Regions from separate parts of the Mus musculus genome. Here regions 1, 2 and 4 are each linked to region 3. Evidence: chromatin contacts called from public HiChIP or PLAC-seq and promoter capture Hi-C data. All regions are on one chromosome and are shown on one strand. Each heading gives the region's core, a stretch centred on a gene start, on an enhancer-like site or on the middle of the called end of the contact. The rest is flanking DNA. Distances are from core to core; before and after follow the strand shown. Region 1 holds the start of Syne4 (spectrin repeat containing, nuclear envelope family member 4). Region 2 holds the start of Cox7a1 (cytochrome c oxidase subunit 7A1). Region 3 holds the start of Zfp974 (zinc finger protein 974). Region 4 holds the start of Zfp566 (zinc finger protein 566).

The links. Promoter capture Hi-C pulls out the DNA fragments that hold promoters and counts their contacts. HiChIP or PLAC-seq counts read pairs in DNA pulled down with a chosen protein or histone mark.
Region 1: a contact with region 3 is called in a promoter capture Hi-C map of liver, with 2.8 times the contacts expected there. The contact joins the promoter of Syne4 here to the promoter of Zfp974 in region 3.
Region 2: a promoter capture Hi-C map of liver shows a contact between it and region 3, with 4 times the contacts expected there. The contact joins the promoter of Cox7a1 here to the promoter of Zfp974 in region 3.
Region 4: an H3K4me3 HiChIP or PLAC-seq map of bone marrow-derived macrophages shows a contact between it and region 3, with 3 times the contacts expected there. The contact joins the promoter of Zfp566 here to the promoter of Zfp974 in region 3. A contact is called at or near these places in 1 of 39 promoter capture datasets (liver), 2 of 115 datasets of contacts at active chromatin or transcription factors (astrocytes and bone marrow-derived macrophages) and 1 of 9 other capture datasets (adipose tissue).

The regions. Positions count from the first base shown.
Region 1 is chr7:30,312,654-30,319,954 of GRCm38.p6, reverse strand. It overlaps Syne4 (spectrin repeat containing, nuclear envelope family member 4), which reads right to left and starts at 5,139. Exons shown (of 8, transcript NM_153577.2): 1 at 4,869-5,139; 2 at 4,555-4,693; 3 at 3,582-3,725; 4 at 3,188-3,382; 5 at 2,864-3,112; 6 at 1,913-1,987; 7 at 1,224-1,282; 8 at 910-1,131. The coding sequence starts at 4,996. The coding sequence ends at 954. It overlaps Alkbh6 (alkB homolog 6), which reads right to left. Exons shown (of 7, transcript NM_198027.3): 6 at 7,248-7,301; 7 at 5,652-6,036. The coding sequence ends at 5,773.
Region 2 is chr7:30,179,531-30,186,056 of GRCm38.p6, reverse strand. Cox7a1 (cytochrome c oxidase subunit 7A1) reads right to left here and starts at 1,886. Exons shown (of 4, transcript NM_009944.3): 1 at 1,812-1,886; 2 at 886-972; 3 at 698-782; 4 at 27-145. The coding sequence starts at 1,826. The coding sequence ends at 90. Gm5113 (predicted gene 5113) reads right to left here. Exons shown (of 3, transcript NR_157376.1): 3 at 3,733-6,526.
Region 3 is chr7:27,928,203-27,935,350 of GRCm38.p6, reverse strand. Zfp974 (zinc finger protein 974) reads left to right here and starts at 5,893. Exons shown (of 5, transcript NM_001374027.1): 1 at 5,893-6,056. It overlaps Gm26891 (a long non-coding RNA gene), which reads right to left. Exons shown (of 2, transcript XR_881914.3): 2 at 6,877-7,004.
Region 4 is chr7:30,086,476-30,093,011 of GRCm38.p6, reverse strand. Zfp566 (zinc finger protein 566) reads left to right here and starts at 2,502. Exons shown (of 4, transcript NM_152814.2): 1 at 2,502-2,724; 2 at 5,853-5,912. The coding sequence starts at 5,904.

The sequences.
Region 1 (7,301 bases), core at 3,890-6,389, 2.4 Mb before region 3:
ACATCGGGCTAGCACAGGGCCTTGCTCTTGTGTCTGTCCGTTCCCACCTCTTCCCTCACACCTTAGATTTGAGGAGATCAGGTTGTCAACCCTGGGAATTTGGACTAGAGATTTGGATCAATGGTGGACCATTTGTCTGGCATGCTCCAGGTCCTGGGTTTCATTTCAAGCAACACAAAAGAGAAATATTAGCTAGGCCTGATGACACACACCTGTAATCCCGGCCCTCTGGAGGTTGAGGCAGAAGGTTCAAAATTAGCAGGGACTATGTGTAAAACTACCAAGGCGGGGGAAATTATTCTAGGAAGGAGAGTGACTGTCTCAGTCCTGAGCTAGCAACTGCCCAGCCTACATCCATCTGTGCAGAATACGGGAACATCTCCAGAATGGATGTGAGACAGGTGTTGGCAGCATGCCAAAAGCACCTGCCCCAGCCTGGCACCTGCGTCCTTGGCAGGTGCCGTCTCTACTTTTCTTTCTTTCTCTCTCCCCAGCCCCCAGAAACAGGTGTTCATGGGAAGAATAGTCAGATAGACAGGAAGTATTAGGGAGTCCACCTCCCTAGGAGACCTCACCAGCGAGGTGTGGAAGCCTGGAACCACTGTGAGTGTGTTCCACGTGGTTTCCCAGGGTCTCCAGACATTTGGCACTCTGGGTACCTACTGCAGCCTCCAGCTCTTTAAGTCAGCAGTGGTGACCTGCTTCCCTTCCTGGATCATGACCTCGTTCTCCTGCCAGTCAATCAACAGCTTGGGCTACATTTAATCTTTGTGTCACAATTTGGGGACCACCACTAAGACAGCCTCTCTGTGTCCTGCCCTCAAGGCAAAGGAATACAAGAAGGAGCTGTCAGAACACACCCAAGCTATACCTGTCTCCAAGTTCTCAAGTACTGATATTCTCAGACATCTCTTGAAAGTGACCATTTAATGCACGTGTCTTGGATGGTGGGCTCAGATTGGAGGGAGACCATTGACATAACTGAGCACCAGGTAGGGCGTCCTAGCCAGCCGGGCATGAGAACAGCAGGAGACCCCCGACAAGGGCAGCAACAGCGTGGCACCCACCAGAAGGAGGAAGAGAAGGAGAAAGAAGAGGGTCAGGGGCCGCTTGGATGCAGGAGCTGGGACCCTGAGAAGAGACACGGTATTAAAACCAAGGGTGGGCCACCACCACGATCCCTCTCTCCCAACCCCCCAGCCCAATCTTTTCAAGCCTCTCACCCGCGATCCACTTCCAGCATTGCATCAGGCAGACTGGGGGATACTTGCCTCTTCCTGTCCTGAGAGTAGACAGCAGACACCACAGAAGGAATGTCAGTGGCATGTAAGTGGGGACATTCTCTCACTACTCCAGACCTATAGGGCTGCCCTTATTCTCCTCCTTTCCTGGTACCCCTGAACCCCGCATGAACTTATAGTATGGTGGGCATCTGTACCTGTTCTTTAGACATCCACTGCCCTTTTTCTGATAATGCTGATGTAATGATGTGTGGTGTGTGGGCGCCTCTACATTCAGACCTTCAGGGTCACTTTAGACTGGCTTCCGCTCTCCCCTCTTCCATGATGGGGCATGTGACTAAGACCTGGCCAATCAGAGCACTCTGACTAGTTCAGGGTGCAGCCTGTAACCCAAGCAGGGCAGGTGAAGTCAAGCCTGAAACTTTGGCTACTTCAAGTAAGTCAGGGGTCATAGTGTAGGTTAATAAGCCAGGGAAAAGGGACTCCAGCTGGGGTTGGAGAGAGACCAAAGGACAGAGATGGAACCAAGATGCATTTTAGGTCCTGAATCTGTGGCGGTGTTTAGACTTTTCAGTTACAGAATGAAAAGAATATTCCTTCGTATGTGTGCCTGTCAGTACGGGTCGGCTCTCTTTTACTTGGATCAACATCCCCTGGTGTGCCTAGCTCACCTGAGGCTTCCGGAGCCGCCTTCGATGGTGAGCCGCTAAATGTTTCCGGTGGCCAAGCCCCAAGGAGAGCAGGTCCTGTGGGAAGAGAAAGGCTCGTGTTTCTTGGAAGACCGGCAGCATGGTTATGGAAGGGTCTGGAAGAAGGTGCCACAGAGAGGAAATTATGCCGATACACTCGGATCTCGTGGGAGAGACAGAGAGGGGCAGAGCCAAAGAAACCAAGAGGAGAGAAACTTTACTTATTCATTCAGTCAACAAATATTTAATGAGTGTCTATTACATGCCAGGCACAATTCTAGGAGGCTTGGTGAGAATGGAAATGGGCAAAAAGTCTGGTCTCTATGGAGCTTAATATTCCACCCAGAGAGGTAGGACATTAACAAATAAATATATCATGTCAAGCCCCAGTAAGGAACGTCAGAAATAATGGTGCAGGATGCTAAGCTGGGTCCCAGCAGCTCTTAGAAGAGGTGATGTGCAGAGACTGGACTGAGCTGGGAGAGGTGAGCAGGTCCTGTAGCTTGGAGCTGGGAGTGAGGCTGGTGTGCTTAGAGAAGGCTCAGGGCTGTGTCCACAGCACAGGGAGGGGCAGAATGAAGGGACAGAGACAGAGGAGAGGAAGGAAGCAAACAGGGATCCATGGTAACAAGGAGATACAGAACACATAAGAGAATCATGGTGACAGCTAGGGTGGTCACAGGGAGGTGGGCCCACCCCAGCAGTGAAGAGACTAAGGCAGGAGGATTGTGAGTTCAAGACCAGCCTATACTGCATAGCATGAATCTGTCTTTAAAAATAATAATAATAATAATAAAATCAAACAAGAGAGGCTTAGAGGAAGAGACACAGCCAAGTCTTCCTTGAAAGGGAAAGGCCATACCAGAAAGGTGTAGAAAGGTACCTTGTGGGGCCCAGCCAAGTAGGGAGCCTTTGAGGCGGGGCTGATCTCACCTCAAGGCCCTGTCCACTGCTCTGGGGTCCCCTGTAGCCACACAGCTCACAGGGAGCTCCTGGTATCCGAGATATCTTTTGCCCTGAGGGCCCAAGACCCCCAACATCCCCTGCTGGGTCCCACTCCAACTCTGCAGGAGTGGGGAAGGTACTGGGTGCCCAGGGCCCCCAGACTCCACCAGCTGCTGGCCCGTCTGAGTCTCCCTCAACTTCCAAGTCCTGGTCCAGGAGGTTGGCCTTCTCAAGCACCTGGAGCAGAGGACAGATGTCATGGGAGTTGGGGAGGTTAGGGTCTGGGCTGGGGACTACCAGGGCAGGTCATACCAGGCTATAGCTGATCAACTGGGCCTGCAGCTGCCAGAGCCGTTGGAAGATGGTGTCTCGGTGGGTTCCAAGGGCCCTCAGGACCTGCTCCAGGGATGCCCAGGCCCTGGGCTCACTCCTCTCTGCCAGGCCCTCACCAAATGCAAGCAATGCATCCACGCGCTCAGCGGCCCCTCGTAGCTCTGCCTGCAGGGCCTGGAACACATGGCTAGACACTCTCACATACGACAGTGATACCAGACCCCACCCCCACCCCAGAACCTGGAGTTATTTTGTCTTTCATGTCCTGTGCAGAAGTCAGAATATGCAATAAACCCACTTTCTATTCAAGAAAGCTTACACCCATACCAAGGACTCTACCCACTCCCCTATAACCTGGCCTCCCACTGCCTACCTGCATCTGGACAATCCTGTTGTGGGCCAGCGTCCAAGACCCAAGGCCTCGTTCCAGGTCCTGCAGCCGGAAGTTCAACCTCAACAGACAAAGATGTAGACTGTCCTGTTCAGCTTCTAGTACTTCCAAACCAGAGTCAGAGTGCTGGAGATTCCAGGGGACCAAAATCAGGGCCAATGGGCCAAGACACTACCCCTACTCCCAAGCAGGCTGCTGCCTTGTGGATGTTTCTCTGAAGCCACACCCATTCGAGAACCAACATTTGGGCTGCTCCCACTTGGCAGCCCTTTACACCAAGGCTGAAGACATCTAATTTAAGATTTCCAGGTTCCCGAGCCTTCTAGAAAGGTCTTTATATGGGTCTAAACTAGGAAGGATAATGGAGCAGAGTACCCCCAAAAGGAATGGGGTTATTAATAAAATTCTCATTTCCTACTTGGTAAAACGTGGAAATATGTCCAGCTTGGAGATGATAAAATGTAACTCCAGTTCTCTGAGGCAAGAGAACTGAAAGTTCAAGGGCAGCCTGAGCTACACAGTGAAAGCATATCTCAAATAAGGAGGTCGGGGGAACCGGGGAGATGGCTCAGTTGATAAAATGTTTGCTGTACAAGCAAGTGCTCAAAGAACCAAGCATGTGGCACCGGCTGGTCAGTGACTGGAGGCAGATTCGTGGCGCTCACTCACCAGCCACCCTAGCCAGGTTCAATGGGAGACTCTGTCACATAGTGGAAAGTGACTGAGAGACACTGGCACCGGCACGCATGATGTGCCTGTATCCCTGCTCACACTTAGGCACACAGAGTAAATACACAAAACGATTAAAAATAAGTGAAATACTGATTGGCAACCAGATGTCCTTACGGTGTCCCTTCCTCCACAGCACCCCCCAGAATCATATCATCTGAGCAAGGGGCAGATTCCGGGGGACAGACAGGAAGTGGGACTGGAACAGAGGGTGTGCTCAGCTCACCTCACAGGGCTTGCCCCCGTCTTGATGCTCATGGGAAGAGGCCAGGGGGAGTCTTGAGGGGCTGGTGGCAGACTCAGTGCTCTTCAGTTCACCCATGCAATGCTCAGGCAGGCCCAAGGAGGCCTGGACCTGCTCTGGCCTAGAGAGGAGAAAGGTTGATGGGCCACCTGTGAGGCACAGTGTCTCCTTTTCCACCTCACCATATGCCCACTTTTCTCCATGTCCTTCTTCAGTCAGTCACACATGGCCCTTCCCACAGACCCCTCCCTCCCTCCCTCCCTCCTTCGGAACCACTATCAAGCCCCAGTCCCCACCTGCTTGTCTCTTCCTCAGGTGCAGGGCAGATGGTCCCTCCGACAACATCCAGCTCTCTAGGAGCTGCCAGGGGACAATTCACAGGCTCTGGCGGGAATTCACGGCCAAGAGGTGGAACCAGGGCCATGGCCGTGCACTTGGGGATCGTCAGGTGAGGATGTCCAGTAACAGCAGCCGCTTTCTTAGACAGTCCAGACCCCCATGCTTTCTCAGCAGGACTCACAGCCTAAGTCCGAGGCTACTGAGGGGCCCAGGGGCCAGCCTAGCTCCACCCCTTCCTGGAAGAACCTGGACTAGAGAAATCTGATGCCTGGCTGAGGTGCGGAGGCATTTAACTCCTTCCTCCCCAGCAGGAGAACCTAAACCTTCCAATACCACCCGCTCGCCATCGTGGGGCTTTGAGAGAAAACGTCACCCATCTCAAGACCTTGGATCCTGTCACCTTCAGGGACACCTGTGTCTCAGGGCCCGTCCCATTCATTTAAAGTCTCAGGTATAAGGATACTGAAAAAAAGTCCCAGCACCTGGCAGCTAAAGCCTGTCACCTCAGGCAAGCTGGTCTCAAGTTCAAGGCCAGCCTAGGCAACTTATGGAAGCCCTATTGCAAAACTAAAAAATAATGCAATTGTTGCCTGGGTTGTAGTTTAGTGGTACAGCATTTGTCTAGCATCCAAGAAGCCCTAGGTTCTATCTCCAGTATTGAAGGGGGAGGGGGGGGCAGAGAGAAAGAAACTGAAGTATCTCTTCCCATCTAGTTAAAAAAAAAAAAATCCAAAACGAGTAAAGGTATTTTCTGTTTATTTGGAATGGTGTCTTCTCCATGGTTTCCATAGTTACTGGGGAAATAAATAACCCTGGACAGCTACCTCTGCCCTAGGGTTCCAAGGTCTTAGAACCTGGTGGTCACTTGCTCAGCAGGAGGCTGGCGCGCAGCACACGGGGCACGCGGCGAATGGTCAGTGAGACACGGGTGCCGCGCACCAGGTGGGCTCCGGGCAGCGCTGACTTGCAAGCGGTGGCATTGGGTGGCAGCGAGGTGGCGTCCAGCTCATCCACACGGGTAGCTGAGATGCCGTGGAGCAGGCGTGTGTAAGCTGTGCCCCGGAGCACCAGCAGGCTCCGTGGTTCCACCAGCAGCGAGGTGATGGGCCGTTGAGGAGGCCTGGGCTGCGGGAATCAGTTGATAATGGTAAATGGATATCCAGAGTTTGGGAGTGTGTGAAAAGTCAGCGGGCATCCGTAGCTGGTCAGGGGACAAGGGTCAGCAGGCCCTCAGGAGTGGTAATCTATAGGTTCTGGGGACAAGACTATTGGCCCGCCGTGTGTGTGTGTGTGTGTGTGTGTGTGTGTGTGTGTGTGTGTCCAGTTCTTTGGGAGGAGACAGGGCCTATGCTGCATTTTAAGACATAAAGGGCTACTACATTGTGGGAGCTTCAGCTGGCATCTGAGGGGCTGGGACAGACATGGGCAGTCCTAGGGATACTTACGCAGAGCTAATCTGGGGGTGCACTGCTGGGGTCAGGCTCTAATACAGAGGTTAAAGGGAATGGCCTATCCCGGGACTCTGGCTGTTAGGGAGGCTTTACTCAGGAATGGTATTACAGCAAGCCTGCCTGGGTAGAAGAGATGGAAAAGACGGAACTTTAGGGAGTGGAGCTAACATCTGGCCAGGGTGTTCGGAGAGTTGGAGGAAGACTCTATGAACACTGGGGTATCAAGAATGCATGACTTAAGAGCTAGCAGTCAGAGATAAGGGTGTCCCCAAAAGAGCCGTGTGAGGTTAAGGGGAATCTAGAGGTGATAGAGCATATGACTAGAGTTTCAGGACGCTGGTATTAAGGTGCCCTGTACAGTCTAGGAGGACACAGGGGCACACATGAGTGAATGACACAGTGGGATATCTTGAGGATGTCAAGAATATGCATTGGAGCCAGGCACGGGGGCACACGCTTACAACGCTGGCACTGGGAGGATGGGACAGAAAGATGGCAAACGTGAGGCCAGCCTGGGCTACATACATCTGTTCACAAAAATAAGTAAACAGTAGTTTCTAAAAAAAACTTTGTTGGAACACCGTGTTGAGCTCAAGTGGTCTGAGGGAGGGTCACAGGTCATCCATAGCCTTAGCCATCCAATACCATGGCGACGTATGTATCGGTATCCCTGGGTATCATGGCAGCTGGGGCACCGTACAAACAGATTGGATGGGTATGGGTTGGCTATCTGGGAGAAAGCAGGGATGCCCAACAAGGGACAGGGGAGCATGTCTGGGTGTCACGAATACTCTAAATACAGGTAGGATCAGACTGTCCTGGAGCATATGGGATGTCAGACGCTAGAATGCCCCCAAATGCCCGGGGCATCAGCTCAGGACCCACCTGCTCCATAGGGACATCATCGTCTGGCTGTCGAGGTTCATAGAAATCGAGGAC
Region 2 (6,526 bases), core at 637-3,136, 2.3 Mb before region 3:
ACAGAGACACACAGGCTGGAGCCGGGTTGGGTTCTCAAGAGATTAGCATATTTATTGATGTTTGTCCAAGTCCTCCAAGCTTCTTGGTGTCACTTCTTGTGGGGGAAGGAGGCCCAGCCCAAGCAGTATAAGCAGTAGGCAGTGCCTAGGAAGGAGGAGTTGGATATCAAATAAGACCCTAATTCCCTCTTGACCTCTTGAAAGGCTTCTAAAGGCCCCTCCTTAGGTTCCCCCAGCTCCTAAAGGATCACAGCTCTTATTTGGCTGTTATCTTCCTCCCAAACCAGATTCCTCATGGGAAATCCCCACCTCCACCCGTTTGGGTTTGGACTAGGCCAGGAGCTTGTTCTGGACTGGTGTGGGCATTACCAATTGCTACCCCCACTTCCTCAGGGCTGTAGGTAACCCATCGCTCCCTTCCTGAGCACTAGTGGATCCTCAGACCTTCTGAAGCACCAACCGACCCAGACCCTGGCTATTATTATTATTATTTGTTTGTTTTGTTTTGTTTTCGAGAAAGGGTTTCTCTATGTAGCCCTGGCTATCTTGGAACTCACTCTGCAGACCAGGCTAGCCTCAGACTCAGAAATCCGCCTGCCTCTGCCTCCCAAGTGCTGGGATTAAAGGCATGCGCCACCACTGCCCGAGGACCCTGGCTATTCTTATGACCAGAGCAAGCCAGTGGTCCTGCACTTACCCCCCAGAGTCAGCGTCATGGTCAGTCTGTACAGGACGTTGTCCATTCCCCCGCCTTTCAAGTGTACTGGGAGGTCATTGTCGGCCTGAGTTGGAGGGGTGAGAACAGGGTTGCTGGCTCCTGCACAGACCTCCACCTGCCCAGCGACCCCCACCCCTCATTAGGTCCAGAGACTCTGTCCCGCCTACCTGGAAGAGCTTCTGCTTCTCTGCCACACGGTTTTCTAAGTGGCTTCTGGTAGATGAGCTAAAAGACCGGACCAGAGCCTGGGAGACCTGGAGGGATAGGAGATGGGTCTGTAGGGAGCACCTGGAGATCTGCCCTCATGTGGATCCCGCAGGAAGGGAGCGCTTTGCGATGTGGGGACTACATTTCTGATGAAGAACTAGGTAAGATATCTTAAGGCAAGATAGTTACTAGTGAGAGCGGGGGTGGGGTGGGGGTTGGGGGTGGGGACATCTGTCAAGACATTGGTGGAAGCCTATTATCCCAGCATTCAAGAGGAAAGCAGGAGTTGGGGCCAGCCTGGGCTACTTAGTAAGCATTTAGAAAATGAGAGGAGGTGTCACATAAGTTGTTACAATTGGGAGGTGGAGGTCGGAGGTCAAGGACATTCAGCTGCATAGCAAGTTAGAGACCAGCCTGGGCTATGGGAGACCCTGTGTCAAAACAAACATACAAACAAACAAACAAACAAACAAAGGAGTGGGGATGGGGAATCGGTGTCTAGAAGCTACAGCTTGGAACTCTCTGCAGGCTGTGAGAGACTCCAGTGCTGAGAATGTGAAATGGGCGCTATGGGGTTTGAAGGAGAGGGCTAGATTAATACCAGAAAATCAGGTTCCAGGGATGGCAAGACTGGCTTGGAAGTTCCATGAGAGTTGGTTTTAGGGCCCCCTGGGATGTTAAGGGGGACTCGGGTAAACGGAGGCTTAAACCCAGGGTTCTGGACCATGTTAAGGATAGTGCTGTCTGGAAGCTCAGGCTGCCAGGGAGGAAGTCCCAGTCTGAAGGGTGCACCTGTTCTAAGACTCCGGATCCTGGCATGTTTAGGTTAGGCATCTGGGTTGTGGGGTTCCCCTCCACCCCGACACAGCCCGTGCTGGGGCCTCACCCGTAGGGCCCTCATTTTGCGTCCTCAGCAGCTCCGAGTCACCTCCCCTCTTCGCCCAAGGACGTGCAGCACTTTACCCTAAGGGAATCCCAAGCCACGCCCACTGACTCCCAGACTGGTGGGGCGTGACCAAATTAGATTTGTCCAATAGGGTCAGAGAGAAAGTGTTCCAACTTGTCAGTCATCGTTTCCGCATTTGGGTTGACCCCAATGACAGTGGCTCAGGGACTTGCCACTCCCTGGCTGTTATCTAGGGTTACCCTGCTGATAATCTGGGAGCCAGTGAGGGCAGAGATAAATGTCTGTCTTCTGAATGAGTGATCACTGCACCTTGGAGCCTTAGTTTCCATATTTGTTTCCTCAGGGCCAAGTCAGGATCTTCCCCAGTGTTCTTGAGGAAACAAGGAGTCACCCCGATACAGATAAAGATATTTACCAGGCCAGAACTGATTTAAGAAATTAAAGAGATAGAGAGAGAGAGAGGGAGGGGGGGAGGGAGGGAGAGAGAGAGAGAGACAGAGAGAGAGACAGAGAGAGAGAGAGAGAGAGAGAGAAAAAGAGAGAGAGAAGGAGGGGGGAGGGGCGGGGGGGGGCTGTGCGGGCGTGATGGCACACGCCTTTAATCCCAGCACTCGGGAGGCAGAGGCAGAGACAGGTGGATTTCTGAGTTCGAGGCCAGCCTGGTCTACAGAGTGAGTTCCAGGACAGCCAGAGCTACACAGAGAAAGAAACCCTGTCTCGAAAAACTAAAAAAAAAAAAAAAAAAAAAAAGAAAAGAAAAAAGAAAAAGAAAAAAGAAAAGCGGGCCGTGGTGACCCAGACCTTTAATTCCTGCACTTCTGAGGCTCACTGTTCTACAATGGTCTACACGGTGAGTTCCAGCCTTGCTACAGGCACTACGTAAAGAGACCCTGTCTCAAAAAAAAAAAAAAAAAAAAAAAAAAAAACAGTTTAAGGACTGACAATGGAGGGCAGGAGAGGTGGCTTGCCGATTAAGAGCACTGACTGCTAGTCCAGAGTACCCTGGTTCAGTTCCTAGCACCTACATGGCTGTTTACCTATGTCTGTAACTGCAGGTCCAGGGGATCCAACATCCTCACAGACACATACATTCGGGCAAAACACCAATGCACATAACAAAATAAAAAAGAATAGACAGTGAACAGATGGAGGAGAGGAGGGTAGGGAGGTAGGGGTCGTGAAGGGGATGGGAGAGATGGAAAGAGCAGAGGGAGAAAGAGTTGTTCCCTTAGAGAAAAATATGGGGCATTTGTATTGTTTTTTTAGCTGAAATTAAGCTTCCTAGATCTTTTCTTTTTTTTTTTTTTTTTTTGGTTTGGTTTAGGTTTTGAGACAGGGTTTCTCTGTATAGCCCTGGCTGTCCTGGAACTCACTCCGTAGACCAAGATGGCCTTGAACTCAGAAATCTGCCTGCCTGTCTCTGCCTCCCAAGTGCTGGGATTAAAGGCGTGCACTGCCACTGCCCAGCCCTAGATCTTTTCTTTGGGATCCAACCTAAACAGAGGTGACATGGCAGCCCATTCTCTCTCTCTCTCTCTCTCTCTCTCTCTCTCTGAGACTGGCCATCTGGGTGGGACTTAGGAGTTAGGCTTAATTGTAGATGGACCCTGATAAATCACCAGGTCTGACTGCTAGTGAGTGGGTCATTTTGCTTTTAATTTCTAGCCTTTATGTCTGTATAATTAGAGGTTTACTGAGGCAATAAAGTGAGCTTACTGCAGAATTCAGTTAGCATAGTTAAGAAAAAGACAGGCTAGAGTTCAAGGCCAGCCTGGTCTTCAGAGTGAGTTCCAGGACAGCCAGGGCTACACAGAGAAACCCTGTCTTGAAAACACCAAAGAAAGAAAGTCTCACACGCGCTATTGTCTCACCAGCAAGAACACACGCGTGAGAAACCGGATCCTTCTGCAGCAACTTTATTACACCAGTTTCAACATGAAGAGGAAGACCCCAAGCACCAAAAAGGCGCTGCTTATATACACCTTAGTGTGGCGTGTCCACACCTGATTGGCTGCTCTCCCAGAGCCTCATCATCATGCCCCGGGATGGGCCAAGACTTGGCACGAAAACATTCTCGCACATGCGCACATTGCTTGTTTACCAATTAAGCCACACAGGCACAGCGAAACCGCTTCCCACAAGAAAGAAAAAAACAAAAAAGGCTAGCAAATCAGCTCTATGGTTCAGCATGCTTGCTGTTTGATCCTATAAGGTTGTCCTGGGTCTAGAGACCCTCACTCAATAAATAGGAACCAAGAAAGACCCTGTCGTCAGCTTTTGGCCTACAGTACATGGAGCCCTGTGCATGTTTACATGTAAGCCCCCGCCCCAAGCCAGGCATAGCAGCCCATACCCCAGGGTTTAGGAGGTAGAGACAAGAAGAATTAGGAGGACAAGGCTAACCTTGGTTACCTGTGGAGTTCAAGGCCATTATGTGAATCCCTTCATTTAAAAACAAGCAAGCCTCTGGCATGGTGGTGTGTGTCCCTGATCCCAGGACTCAGGAGGCAGACAGATCTCTGTGAGTCTAAGAAGTCTACCTAGTCTATAGAGTAAGATCCAGGACAGCCAGGGCTACATATTGATGCCCTGTCTCAAGCAAAACAAAACAGCAAGCAAGCAAAGGAACAGAAAATTGCTTGTGGTGGAAGGCAGGTATCAGAACTGGCTGCATGCAGTGGCCTAGATTGCAAAACCTGTTTGGTAGCATTGTGCTGCCATCTTGTGGCAAAAACACTCAACTGCTCCTCCAACCTGACTCCTTCCACGAATCTGATAATTCTGGATTTACATTTTCAACCCTACTCTGCGATGCCCCCTCCCACTTTGTCCCCCAGACAGGGTCTTGCCACATAATTCAGGCCTGCCTGGAACTCGGGATTCTCACGTCTCACCCTGCTGACTATTGTAGTCTCAACCAAGTATCACAAACCAGGCTTACAATTGTCATTTTAAAATGTTTCCAATGTAGGAAAGCAGATGCCCCCAAAGTGCTTTAAGGTATGCCATAAGTTCACACCTATAAACCTTGTGGGAGGCTTAGGCAGGGTGGTTTTGAGTTCCAGGATAGCCAAGGCTGTATAGAGGGACTCTGCCACAAAACGAAACCCACTAGTACTTCTGTTTGAATGAAGGTAGCCGCTGTGTAACAGAAAATACATCTTTGTCTTTGCCTCCAGCTCCTAGTACCCAGCTCCTGAGATTCTTTGAACCATTAGAAGGATTGACGATGTTACTTATGCATTGATATCTGGTGGCCCGCAAATAGGTTGAGTATGAGCCTGGGCACCAGAAAGACCAAGGCACAGAGAAAGGGCATCCAGCTCTCAGTATCCTGGGCTTCTAGGGAGGGGGTGTTTGGGAGATGTTGGAATCACTTATTGTCCATAATTAAATACCTTAATATGTAATTAAATAGCCCTTTGGCAGGCTCCAGGACTGTGACTGTATTAAAGGATTAGGTAGATGGCTAGTGCCTGGGCATTGGTGGTACACTTCAATCCCAGCACTCAGGAGGCAGAGGCAGGCAGATCTCTGAGTTGAAGGCTAGCCCAGTCTACAGAACAAGTGGTAGACAGCCAGGGGTACACAGAAAGACCCTGTCTTGAAAAAACAAAAAGGAAACTGGCTGGCGCTGAGAGGAAAGCGGTTCCAGTCTGTGTACCCCGCCCCTCCTATGCATCTCCTCTCTCTGAGTCCCTGAGTTTTAGGTTTTATAAATAAATATTTAAAACTGTGGCAAATATCTGTGATCTCAACACTTGGGAGGTAGAGTCAGGAGGACTAGTTCTACTTTATCCTTAGCTGTAGAGGAACTCTGAGGCTAGCCTGGGCTACATGAGAACCTGACTTGTTCCATTTCCCAACTCCCAAAGTAAGCAGAAAGTACTGTCCATGTTCATTTTGGAGTTCAAGGTTTTTTTTTTTTTTGGTTTTTGTTTTTGTTTGTTTTAAAGCTGTATATAATTTATGTGCACCAGGTACATGCTGGTGACTGGAGAGGCCAGAAGTGGATCCTGGATCCCCTGAAACTGGAGTTATGAGTTATGGGTGGTCGTGAACCACAATGCTGGGAACCAAACTCCGGTCTTCTGCAGAAGCAACAAGGGCTCTTAATGGCTGGCCATCCCTCCAATGCCCCTCCCTTTTTGAGGCAGGGTCTCACTCTGCAGCCTTGGCTTGTCTGGATCACTTGCTTCTGCCTCCAGAGTGCTAGGCCCAGAGGACATGAGCCACCACATCCAACTAAGTCTCTCAATCTTAATTACGGATTGCAGGGAATGCCACGGTGGCAGATGCACGGCAAAGTACACCATGGAGGTCTTCTACATGTTAGGACAGTCTCTTCTAAAAACCAAACCAAGCCAAACCAAACCAAACCAAACCAAACCAAACCAAACCAAACCAAACCAAACCAAGCCAAGCCAAACCAAACCAAACCAAACCAAAATAAAAACAACTCCTTCCCTCAAACTAAACGAAACAAAATGCAAAACCTAAGACATTATTAGCTGGGCATGGTCATGCAAGCCTATAATTTGGGAGGCGTAGGCAGGAGGATCAGGAGTTCAAAGACATCCTCAGCCACATAATAATTTTGAGACCAGCTGAGGTTCTATGAGATTCTCCCTTAAAAAACAAATAAATACCAAGAGAAAAAAGAAGTAAGGGTCAAAGAAGGACAAAATTGCACA
Region 3 (7,148 bases), core at 4,644-7,143:
TGTACACCCCTTTCTTGTTTATTCTTTCCAATGGTTCCTTTGAATCCTGTACTAATGAAACCTGCTGGATGTCACAATGCTGGAGCCTTAAGTGGGCCAGCCGTGCAATGCTTGCCAAGATTCCACGATGGGTTCCTGTCCCCGTGGAGATCCCTTCCACCATAACCTTACACAGACAAAAGCGAGACTTTGGTATCACTGCAGCCGTTGTGGTGGCAATGGCTGCCAGTGCGGCGGCAGCTACAGCTGCTGGAATTGCTATGGCAACATCAGTCCAGTCAAGTACAACTGTCGAGCAGTTGTCCTCCTCTGTGGCAGAAGCCATCGATCAACATTCAGTGCTCAGTGCCCAATTAAAAGGTGGGCTAATGATAGTGAACCAGCGCATTGACCTGGTGGAGGAAAGACTGGAAATTCTGCTCCAATTGGCTCAGCTTGGCTGTGATAAGAAATCAGTAGCCTTATGTATTACTAGTGTCCAATATGAAAATTGGACACATGCAGCTAATCTATCTAAAGAATTGTCTTTGTTTCTTACAGGAAACTGGTCTGAAGGATTTGACGAAAAGCTTGAGGCGCTACGTACAACAGTGATGACGATTAATTCTACGCGCGTGGACCCATCATTGATCGATGGAATCAAAGGACTTTCTTCCTGGATGTCCTCTGTATTCTCACATTTTAAACAGTGGGTGGGAGTGGGCCTGTTTGGTGCAACCCTGTGTTGTGGACTAGTGTTTCTTCTATGGCTGGTATGCAAACTCAGATCTCAACAGAAACGTGACAAGGTGGTAATTGCTCAAGCACTTGCTGCCATAGAGCAAGGCACCTCCCCTGAAATTTGGCTATCTATTCTCAAGAATTAGTTGGCATTTGAGTTCTCTGTCCTTGCATCCCACAAAATTGTGGATACATTGCATTGAGATGAGAGAAACTCAACGATCATTGATCAGTCCGTGCACATTGCTGAGGTTTCCTCATTGCATGTGATAAGGTGATCATGATTTCTCCACTAATTCATTTTTGGCTGGCCTCTTTTGTAGAGTTCACCCTAGGCCATTTAGCAGTTATAGTCACACAACACTGTGGTATCCAAAGACGGGCAACTTTCCTCATACACAGACCAACCTAAGACAATGGGGCCCGGTGGTGATAGGGTTACCCGATAACGGGTAAGGCTGTGACATTGGAGGAACGACCTAAAACAGGGGCCACAGCAGATGGACGTAACTACATAGGCCTAGACCAGCCTCATTTTAATAAATTATAGAGGGGGAGATGTAAAGGGCTGCAATCTACGTGCCGCCACTAGATGGTGCTAAACCTCATTGTGCGCAGCTGCGAGAGCACAGCCAGCCAAAGTCACCAGTCCATCTCCGAGGCTTTTGCCCAACCCCTGGGGGCTTTAACCTATCCCCAGGGTGCATGAGGATCATGGGTGTTGCTACCAGTCCTAGTTTAGACACGTCACCAAAAGTATTTAAGCCACACACTTTCTGAGCTTTCTTTGTCTACCTCAATATGATATAGAAGTAAAAGTTAACCGTGGAAGAATCTGGTGTGTCCTGTGTTTATTTCCCGCGGGACGGGGATAAGCTCGGGATAGGGAGGAATCAAGGAGATACAGCAGGGGAGTTGCTAAGAAGAGACTCTGCCCTGGTTGAAGAACTTCCTGAATCATCAGAGCCAAGCCCTTCTGGGGCTTCCCCAGAGCATTCTGAGATGCCCTGTGGTCAGGACACTGCAGATGCTTATCTCAGAGTGTTTACCCGTTTCCTTCTCAGACAATTTCTCTGTCTGTCTGTCTGTCTGTCTGTCTGTGTATCTGTATCCCTCTTTCCATCCCTCCTTCCTCCTTCCTTCTCCCCCTCCCACCTCCCTCCCCTTTTTCCTTTCTTTCTTCCTTTCTGGTAAGACTCTGAAAATGCAGGCAGTTTTCTGATGTATTCTGTAGCCAAGGATGCCTTTGAACTACTGATCCAATTGGATTGCCCTCCCCAGCACTGGGATTGCACACATGTTCCACCACAAGTCTGCCTGCCACTCAACTCACACTTGTTCTAGGAGGCCAGACCTCGGGTCTCCCAGACTCATGACTGAGGGAAGGAGGAGCTCTGGGTGACAGGTTTTGCTCCCCTCACTTTGTCTGTCTGTGGAGCGGTGATCACTGTGTTCATTCTGCCCTCAGTGACAAGGGCTACAGACACAACAAGACTGATGATGCACACATGAACTCTCAGAGTCCATGCAGCACACAGAGCATGCACAGGTTTACACCAGACAGATTCTCAACAGTGATGGGGTGTGTGTGTGGGGGGGAGGGGAGTAGACATGGGCTCTGACCTCTGACAAGTGAACTCTCTGTTGTTAATATGCACTGACAATGGAAAAATTGTATTTCTCCACTATTGTCTTGCTGGGTATATCAACCACACCTCAGGGCAGACTCCATGCCAGGAGTAACTAGCCAACACAATGATCTCAATTGTATTCTTGTGACATTTTCATTTTAGTTTGCATTGTTTGGAATCGTTTCTTTCTTATTGATCTTTTGCTTTTGCACATCTGTGAGCACACTGACTCCCACTCATACATGCAAAAGTGCACACCACACACACACACACGAACAATGAAAAGAGAAGAGGGTGAGCGTCACTCATTCAGTAAATGTAGTCCCAGGCGATCCAGGACTCCTTGGGATTTAAAGGTCGTTCAGCATTGAGGGGGGGGGAAGGCAGCGGCCCAGGCTCGCTAATTACAATAGGCATACTTCATATTCAGTAGATTCAGGTCTGACATATTTAAAATATAAATATTCAGCCAATTATGGTGGCACACACATGTAATCCCAGCACTCAGGAGGCGGAGGCAACAGATCTCTGAGTTCGAGGCCAGCCTGGTCTGCAGAGGAACACAAAGGACAGCCAAGGCCACACAGAGAAATCTTATGTAGAAAAGACTATAACCAAAATCAAACAAAAACAAAATGAACAGCGGCAACCAAAACTCCCCACAAGAACATGACGGAAGTATGGAAATCAATGTTCATTGTGGAGAGGGGTGGCTCACTCACGGATAGATCTAGAAGAGGGTGGAGGAAGGAAGGGGGAAGGGGATGAAGGGATTTCTCAACACATGCCTACAGTCACCTTCAGAAGCAGGAGAGAAAACTTGGAAAGAAACACAGATGCATCTTTGTGTGAGGAGGAGGGGGAAGCTATGCACACACAGAGCAGGAGACAGAGGTGAGGAGGAGGGGAAGCTATGCACACACAGAGCAGGAGACAGAGGTGAGGAGGAGGGGGAAGCTTTGCACACACAGAGCAGGAGACAGAGGTGAGGAGGAGGAGGAGGGGGAAGCTATGCACACACAGAGCAGGAGACAGAGGTGAGGAGGAGGGGGAAGCTATGAACACACAGAGCAGGAGACAGAGGTGAGGAGGAGGGGGAAGCTTTGCACACACAGAGCAGGAGACAGAGGTGAGGAGGAGGGGGAAGCTTTGCACACACAGAGCAGGAGACAGAGGTGAGGAGGAGGGGGAAGCTTTGCACACACAGAGCAGGAGACAGAGGTGAGGAGGAGGGGGAAGCTATGCACACACAGAGCAGGAGACAGAGGTGAGGAGGAGGGGAAGCTATGCACACACAGAGCAGGAGACAGAGGTGAGAGGAGGAGGGGGAAGCTATGCACACACAGAGCAGGAGACAGAGGTGAGGAGGAGGAGGGGAAGCTATGCACACACAGAGCAGGAGACAGAGGTGTGAGGAGGAGGGGAAGCTATGCACACACAGAGCAGGAGACAGAGGTGAGGAGGAGGGGGAAGCTTTGCACACACAGAGCAGGAGACAGAGGTGAGGAGGAGGGGGAAGCTATGCACACACAGAGCAGGAGACAGAGGTGAGGAGGAGGGGAAGCTATGCACACACAGAGCAGGAGACAGAGGTGAGAGGAGGAGGGGGAAGCTATGCACACACAGAGCAGGAGACAGAGGTGAGGAGGAGGAGGGGAAGCTATGCACACACAGAGCAGGAGACAGAGGTGTGAGGAGGAGGGAAAGCTATGCACACACAGAGCAGGAGACAGAGGCAGAAAGAGCTGAGACTGGGGATGTGGCCTGCAGAACCCCAGGAGGAATTCAAGTGACTGCAGCTAAGGAAACGCTTGTGGTGGACATTAATCTCTAGTTACGTATTCAGCACCACACAGCTCCTGTGGAGAAAATGGAGGGCAATTATCTGATTTTACTTCCATGAAGGATAAGGGGTAGCACTAAGAAAAGAACTGTGATGGAGCAGACTGACCAGAATCACACTGTGGAGAGAAAGGAGGACGGAACACATTGGCATGACAGAAGGCTAAGCATCTTTATAAATGATCCAAAAGCCAGTGGAATAACAAAACAGGAAGCTTTGCAGAAACAGTCACCTAGATATAGCTGGGGACTCCTGGTCTAGTATTAGCCTATGGGATATCTTAAAAATAGATACAGTCTTTAAGTTTCAAAAGTGCAGTAGAAACAAGTGCTGTCACCGGAGTTTTTTGTCTTAGCCATTCTGATTGTTGTAAGGTAGAATCTCAGGTCATTTTGATTTGCATTTCCCTGATCACTAAGGACTTTGAACATTTCTTTAAGTGCTTCTCCATCATTTGGGATTCCTCTGTTGTGAATTCTCTGTTTAGCTCTATACCTTATTTTGTGGTTGGGTTGTTTGGATTTTTGAAGCTTAGCTTCTTGAGTTCTTTATATATTTTGGATATTAACCCTCTATAGGATGTGGGGTTAGTGAAGTTTTGTCCCACTCTATAGGTTGCTGATTTGTCCTGACTACGTCCTTTGCCTTACAGAAGCTTTCCAGTTTTATGAGGTCCCATTTATCAATTCTGGATCTTAGAGCCTGAGCTCTAAGACATTGTTGGTGGGATTGCCAACTGATACAACTACTCTGGAAATCAATCTCGAGGATCCTCAGAAGTTTGGAAATAGATCAACCACAAAGACCCAGCTATACCACTCTTGGAATATACCCAAAAGATGCCCCACCATACCACAAATCCACTGTGTTCATAGAGGTCTTATCTGTGAAAGCCAGAAGCTGGAAACAACCCAGATGTCCCCCAATGGAAAAATGGATACAGAAAATGTGGGTCATTTACATAATGGGATAGTATTTAGCTATTAAGAATGAGGACATCATGAGTTTTGCAGGCAAATGGGTGCAACTAGAAAATATCCTGAGTGAGGTAACTCAGACACAAAAAGAGTAAAAGGCATGTGCCACCATAATCTGAGTGTATTTTAGTTCTTAGACAGGGTTTCACTGGGTAGTCCTCGGTGGTCTCTTCTCACAGACATGCAGCTGGCTGTACCTCCCCATCGCTGGGATAAAAGCCATTGCTACCACGCCCAGCCATGTTTACTATCACTTGATGTCTTGGCCTCTTTATTATCACTGGCAATGTTCTTTGCCCCCAAATCTGCCTCCATTTTATAATCGACTTGAGTTTTCTTTTGATTATGTAAAGATGGTCACTTTGAATCTGCTAGAGTATTTATCTTTAACATATTTTCTGAAGTTAACAGATAGCTGGGTCTGACCTCTTTTCAAATCTAATGTGACAAACCTGTACTTTAGCTTTTAGACCGATTACAGTACTTTCAATGCGACTAGTTTTATTATGAGGATCGTCTAGCCTGTCTAACAGACACAGTACGGTTGTTGCATAGCATGTGGTCCTCAGTCACATTTTCTATCTAGAGCATCCCTGCCTTTTTAAGGGCGAGAAAATCAGTTCCCCGCAGAACCGGAAGTAACTTTTACTCAAAGGAGGGCGCCTCCCCTTTAAGCGCGCACCCCCGTGGGAACTCCCACAAACCACTGGGCTCCGCTCGCAGATCTGGCATCCCCGCCCCCAAGAGCCGGGCTTCACGGGGGCTTTGCTGGTGATAACTGCATTTTTTAGGGTCACCACGCCGAAACTAGCGCATAGGCTTTTGGTGTTCTGGTGCCGCTAATGCGGAAGGTCCGATCTTTGTGGTCGGCGGAAGAAATTTCAGGTTGGCTTCGGTCTCCATGGAGTAAGGCCTGAGGCAGCCGGCTGGGAGTGGGCGTGTGCGGACGGTCGTATAGGGTCGCTGTTTGTTGATGTGATAGTGTGTGTGTGTGTGTGTGTCCACACCTTGATCTCTCTGCATTATCTGGGGCTCTGTGCGCGTCGCTTTCTGCTCCAACTTTCCCTCGCGACCACAGGAACCAAAGCAGAGGACTAAGTTTCAGTAAGGAGAGGTCAGGCTAGGTACAGACTTGAGCTTGGGAGGAGCATTTGGGGCTGAAAGTGCCACCGAGGGTGACCTAGGAGGGTGGTTACTTGTTGAATTCCATGACTTTCTCAGAGCCCTAGCTGTGTGAGTGTTGAGGGAACTGAAGGAAAGTGCTCAGTGCGGATGCTGCCAGAGCATGATGGGGATCTCATCCTTGCGCAGGCTCCCCGCGAAGGCCATCAGTCAAAAGGAGGGCTTGAGAAGGATGGGATCATTATTGCTGCCCATCTAAGAGTCAAGGATGAGTGTACTCTTCTTTTCTGTTTGAGAAATGAGTTTTCAATTTTATAATATGGAATTGTCAGTAAATGCAGGTAGGTGAACGTACACATTCATACCTCCACCGCTGTGGCCCTTACGTTGTCCCTGCCCTTAGGTCCTGGTGTTCACATGACCATTTCAATTACCCTTGACTTTTTCTCCCTAAATCACTTCCTTTCCCCACATTATAGACAGTGCTCATCTTGGGTTCATTGTCTGCAGGGTATGGCAGGACAAGGGAGTGTTAGAAAGAATGCAAATACTGGTTGTATATTTAAGGAAATGACTCATAAGCTCTAGTCTGTACAGTGTACATTTTAATCTCAGCATTTTGGGAGGCAGAAGCAGGAGGATCATTGTAAATTAAGGATCAGTTTGATCCACATAGCAAGTTCCAGGAGGGGTGTGCTACAAAATGAGAACCTGTTTCAAAACAAGGAGAAAACGAAATGAAGGTAATAATGAAGAGCAGAATTTTAAAATTTGTATTGTGTTCAGTGTGATAATTTTACAGAGCACAAGGTGGTCCTCACAGAGCCCAAGGCAGGACAGTTGTGTCAGCCCTGC
Region 4 (6,536 bases), core at 1,253-3,752, 2.2 Mb before region 3:
AGCTTTGTACGGAATAGGAATGCAAGAGCATCCTCTCACTGTTTGTGGGGTTCCATTTATGTTCTTTCTAAACATTATGTGCCTTCTGAAGAGTCTGGTTTCAGCAAAACATCACGTGCCCTCTCATAAGGGAGCTTCCGGAAAAACATCACCTGGCACAATTGAGTCGTCAGAGAAACCAGAAAGTCCCACCTCACAGCAAACACTTTACCAACTCAGCTACCTCTCTGGCAGTCTTTTACAATTTTGTTTTGTATTTATTTCTTTGAGACGAGCTCAAATAGCCAAGCCTGGCCTCAAAGCCCTGCATAGCCTTGAACTCCTGATGCCCCTTATACGTTTAGGAATTATAGTTGTGTCTTACTTTTTTTTTACTTTTTTTTTTTTTCCAGACAGGGTTTCTCTGTAGCCCTGGCTGTCCTGGAACTCACTCTGTAGACCATGCTGGCCTCAAACTCAGAAATCTGCCTGCCTCTGCCTCCCAAGTGCTGGGATTAAAGGCATGTGCCACCACTGCCTGGCTCATTATTAGTATTCTAATTTTAGGAGTCCAGTGATTCCAATCAGAATGGTCTTCTAAAACTTATGAACTGTATTGAGATAATATTAGCAATATAAAGGTTTGCAATTAACAGGCAAAAATATCTTTGGTATATAGATAATTTGTAGAATGTACATAGCCTAACATGGCCTTAAATTCCCTATGTAGCCCAAGCTGGCCTCAAGTTTCTTCTGGTCCACTTACCCCGTAGCCCAGTGCAGGGTTCCAGACATCATTATGCCAACCCAAGCTCTTTGTTGATAAGATTGTCTAAACTTGAGGTCAGAACAGAATATTGAATCTAGAAACATGAATGAATTCACGGAGCATTGGTAATTTATTGTGGCAGTATCCCAGGTCAGTGGGAAAATCGTGGATGACTGAAAAAACAGTATCAGGATAATATAATAGTGTGGGAAATTAATAGGTGGCTGATGTCATCATTGGTTTAGGAATTACAATGTCTCTGCAGAAAACAGAGAGAGACAGAGAGGCAGAGACAGAGAGAGAGACAGACAGAGAGAGAGACAGAGACACACTGAGCCTGGTATGGGCTTTTGAAACCTCAAAGCCCACCCTCCAATAATAACACACCTCCTCTAACATGGCCATATCCCCTAACCCATCCCAGGCAGTTCCATAAACTAATGACTAAGCATTCAAATGTATGAGCCTATGAGCCAGCTCATTCAAATCTCCGCACCCAGCAATCCCAAACTTCACTTCCCTCTAACATGCCTGGTTAGTATACCCGTTATCATTGGGGTAGTCTACCGGCAGCTCTCCCTCAGCTCCATTCTATTCTGGGTAACTTCATATCCTTATAAGATCTTCATGTCTTTATAGTATCTATTTCGTTAGGACTGTGGCAGCTTTGCAATTAACAGAGAAGTGAGGTAAGCCGTGTTGTCCCTATTTTCTGAAGAGAAAATCTTGATTTATACAGAGATGTAGTCTTTTAACTTCAATGTCGTTTTAAAAGATTTAATGTGAGTGCTCTGCTGCATATACATCTGTAGGCCAGAAGAGGGCATCATATCCTCTTATAGATGATTGTGAGCCACTATGTGGTGGCTGGGTATTGAACTCAGGTCCTCTGGAAGAGAAGCCAGTGCTCTTAATCGCTGAGTCATCTCTCTAGCCCCAACTTTAATGTCTTTTTCAGACCGACTGACTTGTTATCTCCTGGACTAGGTATATTTATTGGTTATGGAAATCACTTCAAAGGAAGATGCTTTCTCCAAGTGTTCCACTGTAGTTTTTAATGTAACTACCTCTCAGTAGCCAGGGATGACCCTGATCCTCCTGCTCCTCCTGCGGGCTAGCATTAGAAGCATGTGGGAATCCAAGGTGTGGTCCTGGTATCCACCCTTTCAACCTACAGGACCTGCTAATGAGTACCAAGCCAAATGCATGTCCAGAACAAGTCACACATCTGCGGAGGAGATCTGTTCCTGCACACTTCTGGGGCGGGGGGAAACTCGGCCGCTAGAGGTGGCCAAGCAAAGGCTTAGCTCTCTGAGAAATTGAGATAACTTTCCCCCTTCAATATATTTTTTTTCGTATTGCACTGAATTATATTACTAGAAGTCTCAGCCGCATGATTATGCTTACTATGCAAATCACACTCCGCCCCCTACCAGTTCTCCGCCCCTTTCCTGATGCAGTCTATCCTCTACAGATAATACCAAAAGTCCGGGAAATCAACAGATTCCTAACTTTTTTGAATGATTTTAAATGCAGTAGTGGAAGCTGATATAGGGTTCCATGTATCCTGAGGATGCGTTTCTATTTGGGGTGTCCTCCGCTCGTCCACCACACTGAGGGACCGTTAGAAGCCCCGCCCATCGGGAGCCATCTTGTCTGCCGCGTTCCCTCGGACTGACTACATTTCCCAGAGGGCTCCCTGGCTTCTCGCGGGAAGATCACGCGCCTGGCGTGACTTCAGAGCTTTGCTGGCAAGAGGGGAGGTGCACTGAAGGATTGCAGGGCTTTGGCAGCTTGCAAGGAAGGCCTTTGGTGCGGAACCCGGGAGGAGGCGGGGCGAACGCCGAGGCTGGGCTTTGTGCGGCAGAGGAGTCGGAATTGTGCGGCTAATTTGTGAACAGTGATCGCGGCGCTAAGGGGCTGGACTGGTGATGAGCATCAGTTTCTGCTAACACCGTGGCGGCCACCACCCCTTGGTGAGTGGGAGGGAGCGAGCTGGGGACACGTGCGGCATTGTGTGTGGATGTGGAGAGCTGCTGACTGGGTGAGTGTTCTGTCTCTGTAGGGGCGTGCGACTGTGTGATGTTGTGACCACGTGCAGCACAGTGCAGGCGCAGATACCTGTGGATTCTGTGTGGTAAAAGTGAAGTTGTGCTTAAGTTACTTTTTGAGCCCCTAGTAGGTAGTCCTGTCTTCTCGTAGGTAGGTTTCCGATAGCCGAGTGTCTCTGTTGTGGGTCTGTGTGTGGGTTGTGAGTGTGAAGTTTTGAATGTGTATCTTGCGTGCATTCTTCTTTAGCCTTTGCTCATTTTAGAGGTTCATTTGTGAGCTATCATGCTTTTCTTTGTCTTTTACTTTGTTTATTTGGACAGCTGTGTAGGACTTCCCCGTGTTAAGTGGGATAGCGGCTTAACTGAGTCTTTGTGCTGTTTGATATTTCAGGATCTGAAGCATTTATACATCTCGACTATTAAGGGTAGCCATATGAGTATTTCCAACTGTTTTTAATGTTTACTTTTAAAAATTCACTTTACATCCTAATCTCAGCCACCCTCCTTCCTCGCTTCCCAGTCCTACCCTTACAAATCCCTCCCTCCATCTCCCCCTTACCTTGTCCTCTGGGCAGGAGAGTCCCTCTGGGTACCACCCCTCCCTGGGGCACCTAGTCCCAGCAGGTCTAGGAAGCACAATCAGGCAGTCGAAGTAGGGGGTGATCCAATGACAGGGAACAGAGATGGAGACAACCCCCGCTCCACTTCTTAGGGGGACCCACATAAACACCAAGCTCACACTTGCTACAAACGTGTAGGCGTGGGGTGGGGAGTGTGCTTAGGTCCAGCTCTTCCATGCTCCCTGGTTGGTGACCCAGGCTCTGTGAACCTCCATGCTCCCAGGTCAGTTGACTCTGGGTCTTCTTGTGGTATCCTTGACCCCTCTGGCTTGCTCACTTCTATCCCATACTCTTCCACAAGACTCCCCAAGCTCCACCTGATGAGTGTGGCTCTCTGCATCTGCCTCCATCCACTGCTGGGTGAAGTCTCTCAGGAGACAGTTATGCTAGGCTGCTGTCTGCAAGCACAAGAGTATCATTAGTAGAGTTAATTAGTTTCTCTCACATGGGATGGGTCTCAAGTTGGGGCAGTCATTGGATGACTGTTCCCTCAGTCTCTGCTCCATATTTATCCCTGCACTTTCTATAAACAAGACAAATTTTGTGTTGAAGATTTTTGGAGTGGATTGATGTCCCGTCCCCCTGCCTCTGGAAGTCTTGCCTGGGTACAGGAGGTGGCCCCATCAGTCTCTATAATTCTCCTCTAGTAGGAGTCTCAGCTAAAGTCACCCCATAGGCTCCCTGTAGCCTCTTCCTTCCCAAGGCTCTAGCTAGTCACCAGAGATGCCCCCCCTCCCACCGCTGGTTTCCATTCTCCCAGCCCTCTCTCGCCCTCCCTACTTGATCGCCATCCCTGTTCCGATCCTCACCCCCTCTCCTACCCATTTTCCTCTCTCCATACATCTCTGATGATTATTTAGTTTCCCCTTCTGAGTGGGATTCTCAAACCCTCCCTTGGACCTCCTTATTACCCAGTTTCTTCTGGTCTGTGGATCATAGCTTAGTTATCCTGCACTTTATGGCTAATGTCCACTTATCAGTGAGTACATACGGTGCATGTCTTTCTGACTCTGGGTCACCTCACTCAGGATGATGTTCTCAAGTTCCATCCATTATCTGCAAAATTCATCTGAAGTATATGGCACTTATTCATCTCATCAAATAGTAGACATTTGAGTATTTCTAACTTTTAATCTTATAAACATTCTGCCATGTCTGTTTTAATTTTTTTCTTTTGAGACAAAGTCTCACTGAATAGCCCTGGATGGCCTGGGACTTAGTCTGTATTCCAACCTGGACTTGAACTCACAGATCCACCTGCCTCTGGCTCCAGAGTGTTGGGATTAAAGGCGTGCGCCTCCACAGCAGATGTGTTATAATTACCTTTACAGTAGGATGCAGGAGCTTCAGTTCCCACACCCTCTTCTAACCCCAAAAAAGGTTTAAAATGTGATTTAAAATAAAAGATTTAATTTTAAACTATGTATGGTTGTGCAGGTCTTTGACCCCAGCACTCTGGAGTCAGAAGCAGGTAGATCTCTGTGAGTTCAATACCAGCTTGGTCAACAGAGTGAACGCCAGGACAGTCAGAGCTATGTAGAGAGACCTTTTCTCACAAAACCAGAGAGAGAGAAGCAGAGAGGTGGGAGGGAGACGTGAGTCAGTCTGTGAAGGCCTGGGTGGTCTAAGCCTCCGGCAGTGCTGTTGTCTCAGTCTCGGGAGTGCTGAGATTCAGACACTTGTATCATGATCTACCCTATACAAGAATTGTATTGTTGTGCCAGGAAGTGGTCATGAACCCCAAAAGGCCATCAGGGTCTCTTTATTACAAGCTTAGACTTGGACTCTCCTCCCTCCCAGCCTTGTCACAACAGAATCCTTGAGCCCTCAGCAGGACAAGTTTTTATAGGAAAATAGGAGCAGGGGAGGGAGGGAGGGAGGGAGGGAGGGAGGGAGGGAGGGAGGGAGGGAGGGGGTGTCCAGTCTGGCAAACATCTAATAGAAAGGCTATTAAGCCGACAGGTGGGTGCCCTGAAGCAAGACTGTAGATAATCACAAACAAGCTGAAAGTACACCCAAAATAACCAGACTAATCTTTGATTAACTGTTGCTAGGAAGTAGCTAGGGAGTAACTCTGGGGTATGGGCAAGGACAAGCCCTGGGGTCCTTCCTGGTATGTGGGTGCAGCTTGGGTTCTGCTGCAGGTCAAGTTCTCAGGCTTTTTTTTTTTCTCTTTAAGATGGAGGCTGGTTCCAAGGTGGAGTAGGTTTGGCCTCTCAGTATATCTTCATGTGTGTGCTTATGTGCCCAAGAGCCATATTGCCCAAACCCCTCCTGTCCCATTCCAGAGCCTGGCTCTCTGAAGTTAGGGATGTTGAGATATCTGTCTGTTCTTCCCACTTTAGACCCCTCAAAGTGTGGGGTGAGTACTTGGGGAATGACTGCTGTGTGTACTGAGTCAAGTGGGGTCTCACTGTTCTTTGTCTCCCCCAGTTCTCCCCCGTTCCAGAAGAGCAGCACAGAGGACCTGTCACCATCAAAGCCATGGCTCAGGTGAGGCATAGGTTTTTTGTATTCGAATACAATCATTTTGTGTCTAGTACAGATACATGTCTGCTTTCTTCAACTTGGTGCTTTTTTTGGTGTTGAACAAGGAACCTTCCATTTCGGTATAAATAGACTCTCACCTTGCTCTAAAGCCATGGTAGCTCAGTCATGATAGGGTCCTTGTGATGGGCAAAGGGCTACCTGTTAAGGCAGTGGTTTTCCATCTTCCTAATGCTGTGACCCTTTAATACAGCTCCCTGTAGGGATAACCACGTGTGCACTGTGTGGAAGCGTTGCCCAGCAGTGAAAAGCTGATGTGCTGTTAGCAAGAGGGAGGGAGTAAAAGGGGGGAGTTTCAGGAGAGCGATTGAAACGCTGAGTCAGAGCTGGAGGTTTGCCCCGGGATCTGAGGATGTTGGATGCAAGCATAGATTAGTTTAAGTGGGTTGTGTAAGTTACAAGCTAGTCAGAGAACGAGCCCAAGCTCATGGCCTAGGCCCTTACTCATAAATAAGTCTCCGAGTTGTCATCGGGGAGCTGGGATGTGGGTAGAAAAGCCCGTGGTTACAGTTGCTCATGCTGTGGCGATCTCCAACCACAAAATTATTTTTATTGCTACCTTATAACTAT